Linked DNA regions of Mus musculus: regions 1 and 2 are each linked to region 3. A link is a contact called in public HiChIP or PLAC-seq data. All regions are on one chromosome and are shown on one strand. The core of a region is the stretch at or near the end of the contact, and the rest is flanking DNA. Distances in the headings are between cores, read along the strand shown. Region 1 overlaps Slx4ip (SLX4 interacting protein). Region 2 overlaps Jag1 (jagged 1). Region 3 overlaps Gm14064 (a long non-coding RNA gene).

Region 1 (3,893 bases), core at 680-3,179, 790 kb before region 3:
AAAGTTAAATATGCTCAAATATTGATGTGATTTCCTTGTTATAGTAAAAGCGAATGGGAAGAGCAATGCATTGCATTTCTAGAGAAAGAGACAGCTGAATAGAGATTGGCTGTCAGGCTTTTGTCTTGCTAGCTTCCCTCTGTGAATCACTTACAGCCTGTGTCCTAGGTTTTTGGTGTACCTAAAGGGGAATGCGCCACTGACTGTGTCACCATTGCTTATTTGAAAGTTGATGCATTGATCTGGTATGAAGCATTGAAAACAAGATTGCAGCAGGTATTTCCATATAGGGTGAGTTCTACTTACTGACCTTCTGGATGTTAAGAAAGATTGAAGTGAAGCGCTCCAAAAGAACAATTAAAGGCACTTCAAGTAATCCTGGTATTTATAAGAAATACAGCTGAGAGGAGAGCGACCTGTATCCCTGAGAACACTTTTCCAATATTTGTCTTTGCCTAACTTTGAAAGCCTAAGAAGGATAAGTGTATTCCTTCTCCTGAGTCTTAAACTCACCACTTTCCCAACCTCTTCAGCTGTTTCTTTTGAGAGCTCTGTTCTTTTGAAGGCTTTGGGCTGTAGTGCCGTGGCTGGCAATGTGCTCCGAGTGTGCAGACTGCTGTTGCTGCATTGCCAGATTGGGAAATGTGTGCAGCTAGGTGTGTGCTGCTTACTTGATGGAACTGGAACAAAACTGCTAGCAGCTTTCTGACATTACCCAGCTCAAACTATCATGGCTGTGGAGGTTTGGGGTACCTTCTTACACCATAGGAGAGTTGCTGTGGGTATTGATGGCTTTGCAGCAAGAGGATGTATTTGTTTTGAAATAAAGCTTCTTTTACCAAGTGTTCTCTGTCAGTTCTCAGGCCTCCCTGTCACAGTCTGTTTCCTTGGAATAAAACCTGTTTTTGTTTCCTTTTTTTATAACTGAAAAATGTTTCATGTTTTCTTCTACTTGCCAGACTGCTCCAGGTTTGCCTGATGAATGAGTCTTGTTTTCTTTGATATAGAAACCAAATATTCCTATGCTAATTATACTTACTTTATGTTCAGTGCCCAGTAGGTGCATCTTATTGTCACACATTGCACACATTGTCCTAGAACACCCCCGAGAAGGACTTCTCCTCTGTTTCTTTTATGTCACGGGACCTGAATACTCTAGGATATTACCGAGGTGACCAGTACCACTCCTTCTGTGTTTTTTCCTCATAACTTCTTTTTCTGGACAGGTAATGTGTAATCTTCAATTTGTGGTATATCCTTTACTTAAAAGTTCTGTCTTTCTCTATTTCTGCCATAGGTGTTCCTAGTGACTTTTAAAATAATTCTTTTACAAGCAGCTTCTGTTTATTTGTAATTGTTTATGCATGCTGTATGTGTGTGTACTTGATTGTACACATGTTCACATATGTGTAGCCAGAGGCCAACCTGGGGTGTCATTCCTTAGCATCCACCTGTACCTTTTGAGACAGGGTGTCTTAGTGGCCTGGAACTCAGCAAACAGGTTTGACTGGCTGGTCTGCAGGTCCTAGGGATCCACTGGTCTCTGCCTCCACAGTGGGGAGATTAAAGATGTTCTCAATTTTTCTTTGTGAGTTCTCTGGATCAAAGTTAGATTCTCATGCTTGCATTTTACCCTCTGAGCTACTTCCACAGCACACCAACAGTTAGCCAATTAATTCTTCTTAAACAGATAACAGAATGACAACATGTAGAGTTCACTTCTATGTCATTCAACATTAAACTGTAACACTATTTTCTTATAATGATTTTGTTTTTCCTGATGCACATGCAAAGTATGTGTTTTATTTTATCTTCTAGTGTTAAAACAATCTTTACTAGAAAGGTAGACTCAGGATCCTTCACCAACTGTATGGATTCTCTCTAAAGGCTGTAGAGGGCATCATTGTTCTATGTTTCCTAAGGTAACTTCTCTAGATACTGTGATCCAAGAAAGCAGGCCGACTGAATTGCTGTTAAAATGGATGGCTCAGTCTCAGATTATCACGGAACCTTAAATTCTGGTCTGCTTGCCCATTGGTTGTGTATATAGGTACTCCAGAGTCTGTTATACACACGTGTATTTCTCTTGCTTCCATCCCAACATACTTACTAGGATACACCACACTGGACACTACAGTGAAAACAATCACAACTACCAGAACTATCCAGAGTGGCCTTGAGAAATTATTCTGAGACTGGCAGAGGCTATCTGCTGGGTGCTTTGTTCTAGGGTCAAGAATCTAGAACTGCTGTGCTAGGAGGAAGAATCCCCTTGTCTTTGGAAAGCCTTGTGGGCCCAGGCCTATCCTAACAGTAAACGTTAGAAGGGGCCGAGGGGGACTGACACATGTTGTCCTGGTTAGTGCTCTTCCTCCTCTCTTCTTCTCATTGTTCTAGTCAATGCCAGTTTGGGGATATTTGGTTAAGGAAGTTAGGGGTGAGGTGGGTATTGTGTATCCCTGTAGTTCACAGTTCCTGAGAATTCTGTGGCACTGTCTTAAGTGTGCAGCCATGTCCTCATTACCCATACAGTCTAAATATGCATAGTGCTTACTTACTCTCTTAGATATTTCTCCTGGAGTACCTTACAGAACATAGCCATTAAGTAATACAGGAAATTAGGCTTCTGCATGTGTCATTCTGTCACATGTGAGTAGCATGTGACAGTACTTTGATCTTAAGACTTCTTTGTCATTTGGCTGCTATTTGTTATTTATATAGTTATTTGACAACCCTTTGTACTCACACATGTGCATATACCTACATGCGATATTTGTGTGACATTAGAAAAGAATGCTCTACTGTGTGCTTCACAAAAGTATGACATCATGAAGATTCTGGTAAAGCAGATAGCAGGTCAAGCACCCCAGTTTTCATTACTTGAAAAATCTATTATCTGTTTTATTTTTTTATTTTTTAATTTTTTAATTATGTATTTTCTTCATTTACATTTCCAATGCTATCCCAAAAGTCCCCCATACCCTCCTCCCCCACTCCCACTTCTTGGCCCTGACGTTTCCCTGTACTGGGGCATATAAAGTTTGCAAGACCCATGGGCCTCTCTTTCCAATGATGGCCAACTAGGCAATCTTCTGATACATATGCAGCTAGAGACACCAGCTGGGGCGGGGGGGGGGGTTACTGGTTAGTTCATATTGTTGTTCTGTTATGTACTAGTATTGGCATCTTGTTCATGATGTCATTTCTATAAATTTTTTGTCATTTGTGCCTGCTTCTGTAGGTTATTTTATAGCATGTCTTGAAATTAATTTATTTCTGTGTGTGTATGCACATGCATGTGCACTAGTTGGAGATCAGAGGGGACAGCCTTGGGGTTTGGTCCTTATCTTCCACTTTGTGACTGTGTTTCTAGTTCCCCCCTGCATGTGCCAGACTAGCTAGACTGAATTTCAGCAGTTCTTTTGTGTCTCTCTCTGTCTCTCTGTCTCTCTGTCTCTCTCTGTCTCTCTGTCTCTCTCTGTCTCTCTCTGTCTCTCTGTCTCTCTCTCTCTCTCTGTGTCTCCTGTCTTGCTTTGAAAGAGCTGTGGTTATAGACCCACACTACTGTACCTCACCTTACATGGGTCCTAGGAATCTGAACTCAGGTCCTCATTATTGGATGGCAATCACATTATCCACTGAGCCACCTCCCAGTCACTTCTTGAAATTTAGATCATTAGGTTTTTGAGGAAAGAATACTAGAATGTGAAACTAACATTAGATTTTACCCAGGATTCCTGAGTTCATCTTGTGGTTTCACTTATAAAATGACACGAAATCATGTTAATTCTTGGAGCAGCCCCCTCTTTATCTACAGATAGAAATAACAGGATTATCTGTCTCACTGGGTTTTTTCATATCAAATTAATAATGAAAGGTATAATGCTACGAAA
Region 2 (4,401 bases), core at 1,778-4,277, 610 kb before region 3:
GTTCCCGCCCACTAAGCCCTCATGCCACCCCCCAAGGCTTCACAATGGTCATACCTTTGTCACAGAGCTGTCCACCCCAGTTGGTCTCACAGAGGCACTGCCAGGGTTCATTGCAGGTGCCGTGGACACATCCTGGGTGCGGGATGCACTTGTCGCAGTACAGGCCCTGCCAACCGTACTGGCACCTGCAGACAAACAGCCGGGGATGCACATAGTTACAACACACAGCTATTTCTGGGTTTTGCCCCCTGAAAAGGACAGGATGGCAGATTTTTCAGACTTTCACAGGGTTCTGTATGAGTAACCTCACAGTTGGCCCAAAGTGTGTCCTCTCAGCATACCCTGACAAAAGAAGAGCTATCCAGGGAGCGGCCAGCATGGGGTGCCCTGCACAAAGCCATTCTCTTCTCAGTCTCTCAGGAATTGAACCAAGGGGTGGGGATGGGAATAAATCAATCCCAAGTCCTCATCAGGACAGACCATACAAGGGAAGGAGCCTCTGGTGACACCAGCTGTGCAGCTCTGCAACAATGCACATGAAGCCCCACTCTGCTCAGAGTGCACAGGATTCAGGGCCACAGGGTGCCAGGGTAGCACCTCGCTGGTTTTGTAGACTCAAATGGGAAGGAGAATGGCCTCCTTACAGAGCCCTGGATCTCTAAACCAATCTCTGTAGGAAGGAGAGAGGGGAACGGGGAACGGCAACACTGGGAACCAATTCATATATAATTTATGACCCATTACCCAAGCCAGGCATGCTGATTTATAGTTATTTTTCACTTTAGAAAAAAAGAGGGGGGGGGTCAGAAGAGAGGGGCCAAGCTTGATTTGTCTAGCTTTGAGGGAGCTGGGTCTCCTTTCTAAGAGTTCAAGACTTCTTTTGAGGTCAGATGGAATGTCTGATGCCCAAACAAAACCACAAACATGAACCTTCACCTGGGGTGGGACAGGGCAAGGTCTCAAAACCACTTTCCCCTTAAGTTAGTTTCAAGCCCTCTGCAATTTGAACCTCCCTCTCAAAATCAAGCTTTAACAAAGGGCCCTCTTGGAAAGGCAGGGCCCAGCCACCCACCGGCATGCTGATAACAGAGTGAAGATGGAGCAGATGTTGGGCCTGCAGAATCAGCCCAGAGCAGGGCCTAGGGAAATGCAGGATCAGATCCAAAGCCCTGTGAACTTCTCTGCTGTGACTCTTGGGGGGCGGGGAGCGGGGGGCGGGGGCGGAGGGGGAGGGGAGGAACTTTGCTTTCAGTTCCAGAGAGCTGGAGGCAAAGGAGCAAATCCTGGTCATGGGAAAATTATAGAAATCTAGCTATTAGCTAATCACCCAGGCTGAGAAGCCACTGAACCCTTGAGAATCCTGACTACTTCCTAACCTCTATCTACACCCAAACACCGACAGACAACCACTAGAATGTGGGGCTTAAAAGTTAATCAGACACAGGAGTCTGGCATCTCTAAACTAGACCATCAGTTTAAATGACAAATGACTATTGAAAAGACTGATCTAAGGACAGAGTATGCCACTAGATGGGAACCATTCTCTTCAGAGGCAGACACCCAAGTCAGTGGGAGGTAGGAGGGTGGGAAGCCATTCTGTCAGATCAATATTCTTAGCTTAGAAGACATGAGGTAACTGATGGGACCACAATCCTCTGTCCTCCCGCGTTGTCCCAAGTGAAGCGTCACTACACGTCTTCAGTTTGCCTAATAAAACCAAGCCGGACGGCTGAGGACCCAACCAACCTCCTAATTAATGAAGGCTCAATGCCCAAGCCTAAAAAAGCAACCATAGGAGGCCATGGATGACTTCAAACAAGAACAAATAAAAATCCTGACCCTAACAGAGGCATCTACCACGTTATCCCGGGGTAATGATAGATGATTAGCAGCCCCATGAGAAGCTGACGTTCTGGAGATGATGATTCATAATTAAGTTTGATATTATTGTCAGGCTGGCACGAAACCAGTCTGTACACCCAGTAAGGGACAACCCAAGTCCACCTGAGACCAACAAAATCAGTGAAGTTTTCTCCTGTGGGTGAGTCAACAACAACAACAACAACAACAACAAAGCTCATGTAATACATAACCCAAAAGACAACTTACAGGTAACTTGTAATGCAACTATTTCGGGAGCAGGACTCAACCTGAACTTCCTTAGCTGGAAGGTTCTGTTTTGATTTTCTTTCAAGGCAGAGAGAAGGAACTGGGCTGGGAGACTATGCAAATGGCGTGTGGGAAAGTTGCACCTTAAGTAAATAAGAGCACTGGTGCATGTCTGGGCAGGGAGTGGGAGGTGAGACTTCGAAAGAGAAAGGGCTCAATTCTGGAAACAAAGCCTGTTGTTCTGGCTAGGAGGGCCCTCCCCTGCCCAGCAGGGTGTTTATTCTGATGACAGTAGCACACATCTCGCTGATGCTATCGGAGCAGGGAGCAGGCTCAGAGGCTGGAGAATAACTAGCGCTCTTACTTTCTCCAGAACAGCCTTAATTAGCAGAGTCATTGAAGGTAGGTTTCTGCTCCACCTCTGACAAAGATGCTGTTGGATGCCGGGTCAGCTGTGACCAGGCCCGTTCCTTAGTGGGCAAATCCTATTCAGGCTTCCTGGAAATCAACTTTCAAAAGCAGGAAGAAACAATTCCAGGACAACCTGTTCTTAGTTTACTCCCGCTGCCTTGGATCTCTTAAGCATCAAGTTTGCACTCCCATGGTTGGGGAAGAGAACTCAGGGTGGGGCTAAGAGTCATCAAGGTTAAACCTATGGGTGGCTGGTTAAAGCAGTAGCCCGCGTGTTTGCTGAGGGATAAATCACTGAGCAAAGTTGTCAAATACAGACTCCTAGGCCCAACCAAGGCCTGGGAAATCTGTGCCAGTTGTGGGAACTGGGAACCTGCACTTCTAACAATTCTCTGTAAATTCTACAGTTTGGTGACCAAAAACTGTTTTTTTGTTTTGTTTTGTTTTAGTAAGGGCACCAGGCACCTCCTTCTATGGGTTTGTGCCTTTAGACTGTTTCAAAACTGTCTTTGGCTCAAGTCAGTGCAGCCTTTCAGAGCAAAGGTGACAGGACTTGAAGAGGGTCCACTTAGTGTCTCATCAAATTTGCTAATTCTGAAAGGCTTCAGGGAGAATAAAGCCTGAGACCAGTCAAAAATGCCACAGACCCCAAAGGTATTTCCTGAAACAAGTCTTTTTCCAAATTGGCATAATGTACATTTCAAAAAGCCCCCAAAACCGGCATCGGAAGGGGAAACAGGCTGGGTAGGTTTCCGTTTGGTTTCAGTATTGTCCCTGGACCATAAAGAGCAGACTTCAAAGGCCAGCAGCAAAGTCTACATTCATCAGGCTCCACCGAGCAGATTCCAGCACAGCCATTAACCTCCAGCAACAGCGCAGCTCCCACTGCAAAGGGGCCAGGAGATTGTACTAATCCCATTCTAAAGAATGCTGGACTTTTGCCTATTGATGGGAAAAGTGGGGGAGGGTGCCAGAGGAAAAGCCAGGGTGGAGGAGGAGACAGGGGAAACAAAGCTTCGTCCCAGTCCAGTACATTAGCACTTAAGGAAGATTACAAATAGGTCTTACCAATTTACAGAACAGTTAATACACAAAGATGCCAGCTATGCCCATTAAGGATTTTGGTTTGGGGTTTTGACTAAACCCACCCGCCAGCACCAATGAAGAAGGGTGCATTCCACCAAACAGCTGGTATGATTCATTATGCTTCTCATGTGCTTGTTTTGTTTTGTGTTTTCCCCTAATTTTTTCATCCTCCAAAGAAAATAACGAGGCACATTCATAAGGAAGTCAGTTTTTCTGTCTTGCATCAAAGAGAAAGGGAGAGAAAGGGCAGGGGTGGGGTGGGGAGGGGAGAAAGTGATTGATTACTAGAGTTCAATTAGTTGGTCATTTACCTGCAGTCACCTGGAAGTTTACAAGACCCATGCTTGGGACTGCAGCCCTGTCGGCAGATAGCTGGAAAAAAAATCGGAAAGTTACATTAGCGCTGTCTATGCCTTTCGGGCCACAGTTATGTAAATGGTCTAGTACATAGAATTGGGGGCCCAATAAATCCAGGTTCAAACTCCAAGGCCATGTTAGTAGAACCTCAAGTCACAACATTGTTTGGGGACAAATGATTAGGGGGTTCCTCAACATGCTTATTCCTTGAGCCCTGTCAGGGCCTAGTTCCCCCCTCATCAAGAGGAAAAATGAAGATATTCATTCATTCATTTGCCTTCCCTGCCCCAACATGGTCCTAGCATGGTATTTTCAGGTGAGCCTCCCACTAAATGCCTGGTTTCAACAATCCCATGGAGCTAAAAAACCAGGCAAGCTGATCTTGCAGACAAGTAAGCTTACAAGCTGTTCTATACTTGCTCACAGAAAGAAAGAAAT
Region 3 (4,062 bases), core at 1,492-3,991:
ACATTTAGAATCCATTTTAGAAACAGATAAAAGCAGAATTTGATTATGGAAATATAACTGGGCCTAGGACATGTAACATTTTTAATTTGCAGCCAAAGTCAGGTTTGGGGAAATTTCTGATGAGTCCTTTGTATTGCTGTTGTTATTAGAGGAAAAGGTCTGTTTCTGATGCAATCTAAGCAAACCAGACATTATCACCACTTGATTATTCATTTTGCTAGTACAGCCTGTTTCATTTATTACAGGAAAGTCAAGGTTGAAACTAGATCTCTGCAATGCATGTTTGTGGCTTTATGTGTTTGTGTGTAATAAATATCTTTTGGTGTTTAGTGTCTACTTTTTACGTTATAATTTGGCATCATTTGGATTTGCCTTTGCTCGACCCAGTAATACTATGGCATCTGTAGCCTTAAATAAGAACTCACTCAGGAGGATGTGAGAGACAGTTTCCTTTTGGAAGCTGTTGGGGAGTGGGTAGGAAGGGGAAGCTTTTTGTTCAGTTATGGAAAATGGACGTGTGTCTCATGGTGTCCACAGTTTAAATAAACATAAACTCTGAACCAGAGATCATACCCATCATTTCCTCAGAGCTAGCCGTACTAAACCAAAATATAATTTTATTTGGCTAACCCCAAAGTAGGATGTGGGTGCCAGCCTTGAAAGCCACACGATAAGGTTTCCAGCAGACACCACCAGGGTTGGCTTTGTCTCGAACAGGGAAGTCACAGAGGCATCAGTGCTTGCAGCCCATCACTGTGTTTAGCAAACAGAGGCAACCATAACAACAGGGTGGAGAGGGTAAAGGGTCTCTGGCTGGCTGAGCATGAAGTCTGAAAATTGCTGCATATTATAATCTCACTAAGGGACAGGCCATCTTTAAAGAGGTGGGAAGAAAGATGGGACCCAGGGCAGAACCATGGTCAGAAGCAGCTGTCTCATCTTCCTATGAGTTATAGAGTCCACTAATTTGGAATTTTTAGAACTGCTTGATCTTCTCTAGTAAATCTTTTTCATGTGCCCCCCCCAAAAAAAACAGTGATTCACCAATAAACAAGGCAGTAACATGGCTTTTGCCATATCCCCAGTGTCTCTTCCTTTGAAAAGAAAGATTTTGAGGGTGGGAAGAACGTAAGATCATGTCAGTCGCCTCCAATTCTGGGAGTCCCAAGTCCGGATTTGCTGCCTCATGGGTTTCCACGGTGGGGAGTTCTATTTATTTATTTACTGTGGATTGTTATTTTTTCCTTCACTCTCTGGAGCCAGGAAGGGGTGAGTGGATGATAGAGTTGGGTGCTCTGAGTTAATGACTAGCTCTGTATTCAAAAGCTCGTCTGCTTTTGTCCTCACCTGACGCCTCAGTGCTGCCAATGAGTGGGAATTAATTTTACTGAGACCTCTCTGCTCCTTAAAGGAAGAAAAGAAAAAAGAAAAAGAAAGAAAGAAAGGAAAAAAAAACTGCTCACTTGGCTGGAAATGCCTTGACAGAAGGCAGAGCAGCCGGTCACATTCGAATACTGTGTCCTCTGGATTTGGGGGCAGAGAGGGACTGGCAGATCCAGGCAGAAGGAGTGTGGCTAGAGTTATAGAGACAGCCTATCAACAGCTCTCCTGCTCAAGGCATACCCTTTCCTGCCGCTCCCCACGGAATCTGTGCACGACCCCCAGCATCTTTCCCAACAATCAACTCCCCATAAGAAGGTAATCATCTTATGGCAAATTGGAGAAGAAGAAAAGACAGTCTAAGAAAATGTTAGGATAATAGAAAACTCTTCAGTGTTGTAACCATCTGGTGCGTTGTGCTAACAAAAGGGGTGATAATTGAGTGCCCAGTAACTTCTTTTGGTCCTAAATAATGGTCACTCACCCCGATTTGTGTTCTTCACAAGAGTAATTCGCCATCATTTCACACCGCATCTGCACCACATCTCTGCTCTCAATGGCGCCTTACATATAAGTTACCACACTTAATTAACTCCACATCATTCTCTTACAAAGAAAAGTTTGTGTGGAGGCCCGAGTGGCAAAGAATCACAAATGAGACTTTAGTGATACTTGCTTTGTGGAATAAATGGAGATTGATGGGAGCTCAAGCCACCAGGGGTTGGCTCCTGGTTGGGGCAGGGTAGAGATGTGCCCCACAGCTTTAGGTTGGGCAACAGCTGTGGATAAGCTTAGACAGGCGGCCTTGTGGCCATGCTTGCTCTGGGAGGGATGGGAACCCATTGTCCCATAATCTCGCTTTTGAAATTGTGCTACAATTGATTCGATCTGATTTCTAAGGTACTGTCACCAGAGCATCATTAAACGTCTTTTAAGAAACCAGAGAATAGACTAGATCACCAAAGGCGGCTTTGTTGGCCTCTTCGCAGATTTTCTTTAACATGTGCTCCTGTCACCCCCTCCTCAGACAGAAGGGATGAAGCCTGCAAGTGCAGAACAATTAACGTGGGTAATTTTAGTTTCTCTTTAATTAACACCCCAAAAGTTATTGCAAAAATGAAAGCAATAATTCAAAAACAGGAGCTTTAAAATCTTGTTTCTTCGTGGACTGAGAATAATGTTTTCACACTCTTATGGCTAGACATAAAACTCACTAAAATGATCACTAGCTGCTAGTGCTGCTGCTGCTGCTGCTGTTGCAGCGCACACACACACGCGCACACACACACACACATTCTTGTGCGTGGGCATGAGCTTTCCTCTACAAATGGATTAAAAGGCTTAAAAGGTGTCTCCTCTAGAGGCGGTGTGAGCAACAGCCAGCCTGGCAGCTTGAGCCTAATGAGGACATTAATCAGCGGAATAAAGACGAAAGGATGAAAGCAGAGATTCTTCCAGTCTCCCAGTTATCTTACTTATAAGCAAATTAGCAACTCTTTATCCTCTCTTTAAATGATAAGGAGGGAGCCACTTTGGGGACATTTAAGATATTTCTCACAATAAGTGTCAAAATACCCAGAAAGCTCCCGGGGGTCCACCTCCCACACACAGAATGACCTTCATTTGTTTATCTAAATGCTGACAAATTGCAGTATTTTAACAGCCTATCTGTAGGCTTGGCTTCATTTGCATGGTGTGCCCCCTATCTTTGAGTGGATAATGAGGCTCAACATAAAGCCCCCATTGAATGCTCCACAGAGCCCGACAGTGATGAATACTGAGCTGGAGAATTAGGTGCTGTGGAGAAGAATATGCTATTGTGTGTAACCCCTATCCTTTCATCTTTCCTGCTGCTCACTTTCAGGTCTTTCAAGGAAACTGCCTCTGTCCCCTTCCCCCCCACCTCCTAGTGTCTTTTACTTCCCTTTCACTCTGAATGGGCACCATCTTCCAAATCGGCAGCTCAGCCTCGCAGCTATTTTAGTGACTCTAATTATGATGCCCTCTTATCCTATGAAATGCTAGAGGTTTCCTTTCACGGTGTGAGCCACTGAGAAAAGCCATAAGCCATTGTCCCAGGAGCATTTGGTCATCCACCCACTGGATTCTCAGATCCTCGCTTTTGCATTGCAGAATCCAGCCACCTTCTGTCCGAAACAGCCAGCTGCTGTCACCAACAGAGTCTTCACAGAGTACACCCTCTGGGCAGAGATAGTGTTTAGGAAAGTTAAAGAATCTGGCGATTTGAATTTCATTAGAAGTCTAGTATTGTGAAAACACATGCCTGGCCTTCTGTAGGTTCATCTGATACTGCTTATATTTTTTCAACCAACTGAGAGAATATTTAGCATAGTTGCAATGAGCTATGCAGCATGGACAGTCTCTCTGGGGAAGAATGAATGCTTTCCCACCCTAGAAGGCATTCCTTAATGTGATAAGTGGGCAAAGCTTTTGGTGATAAAACAAAAGACTTTCAGTATATGTTTGGTAAGGTCCTGGAGAAGGATAGAGACGGAAGACTGCTTCATCTTCAAAACAAAGAGGTCAGGAAAGCTAAGAAATGTGTCCCAAGTCACAAGGGGACTCTGTGAAGGAACCTTGTCCCTAGCTGAGGGCTGGAAGAGGCAGGAGCCAGCTTTTTTTTTTTTTTTTTTTGGTAAATTTCCTTTTGGGCTGGTTCAT

Evidence for each region. HiChIP or PLAC-seq counts read pairs in DNA pulled down with a chosen protein or histone mark.
Region 1: an H3K4me3 HiChIP or PLAC-seq map of embryonic midbrain shows a contact between it and region 3, with 4 times the contacts expected there. The contact joins two enhancer-like sites. A contact is called at or near these places in 2 of 115 datasets of contacts at active chromatin or transcription factors (embryonic midbrain and forebrain).
Region 2: an H3K4me3 HiChIP or PLAC-seq map of embryonic midbrain shows a contact between it and region 3, with 5 times the contacts expected there. The contact joins two enhancer-like sites. A contact is called at or near these places in 9 of 115 datasets of contacts at active chromatin or transcription factors (embryonic basal ganglia, embryonic fibroblasts, embryonic forebrain and 5 more) and 1 of 9 other capture datasets (embryonic stem cells).

The regions. Positions count from the first base shown.
Region 1 is chr2:136,912,627-136,916,519 of GRCm38.p6, forward strand. All of the region lies in intron 2 of Slx4ip (SLX4 interacting protein), which reads left to right. Among named protein-coding and RNA genes, the nearest start is that of Slx4ip, 22 kb to the left of the region's middle. Within about 2 kb of position 1,930, at least 42 of the 459 cell types and tissues checked have an H3K27ac peak or open chromatin away from gene starts, as enhancers often do.
Region 2 is chr2:137,096,139-137,100,539 of GRCm38.p6, forward strand. It overlaps Jag1 (jagged 1), which reads right to left. Exons shown (of 26, transcript NM_013822.5): 5 at 3,918-3,978; 6 at 55-185. Among named protein-coding and RNA genes, the nearest start is that of Jag1, 18 kb to the right of the region's middle. Within about 2 kb of position 3,028, at least 62 of the 459 cell types and tissues checked have an H3K27ac peak or open chromatin away from gene starts, as enhancers often do.
Region 3 is chr2:137,703,495-137,707,556 of GRCm38.p6, forward strand. All of the region lies in intron 5 of Gm14064 (a long non-coding RNA gene), which reads left to right. Among named protein-coding and RNA genes, the nearest start is that of Gm14064, 42 kb to the left of the region's middle. Within about 2 kb of position 2,742, at least 55 of the 459 cell types and tissues checked have an H3K27ac peak or open chromatin away from gene starts, as enhancers often do.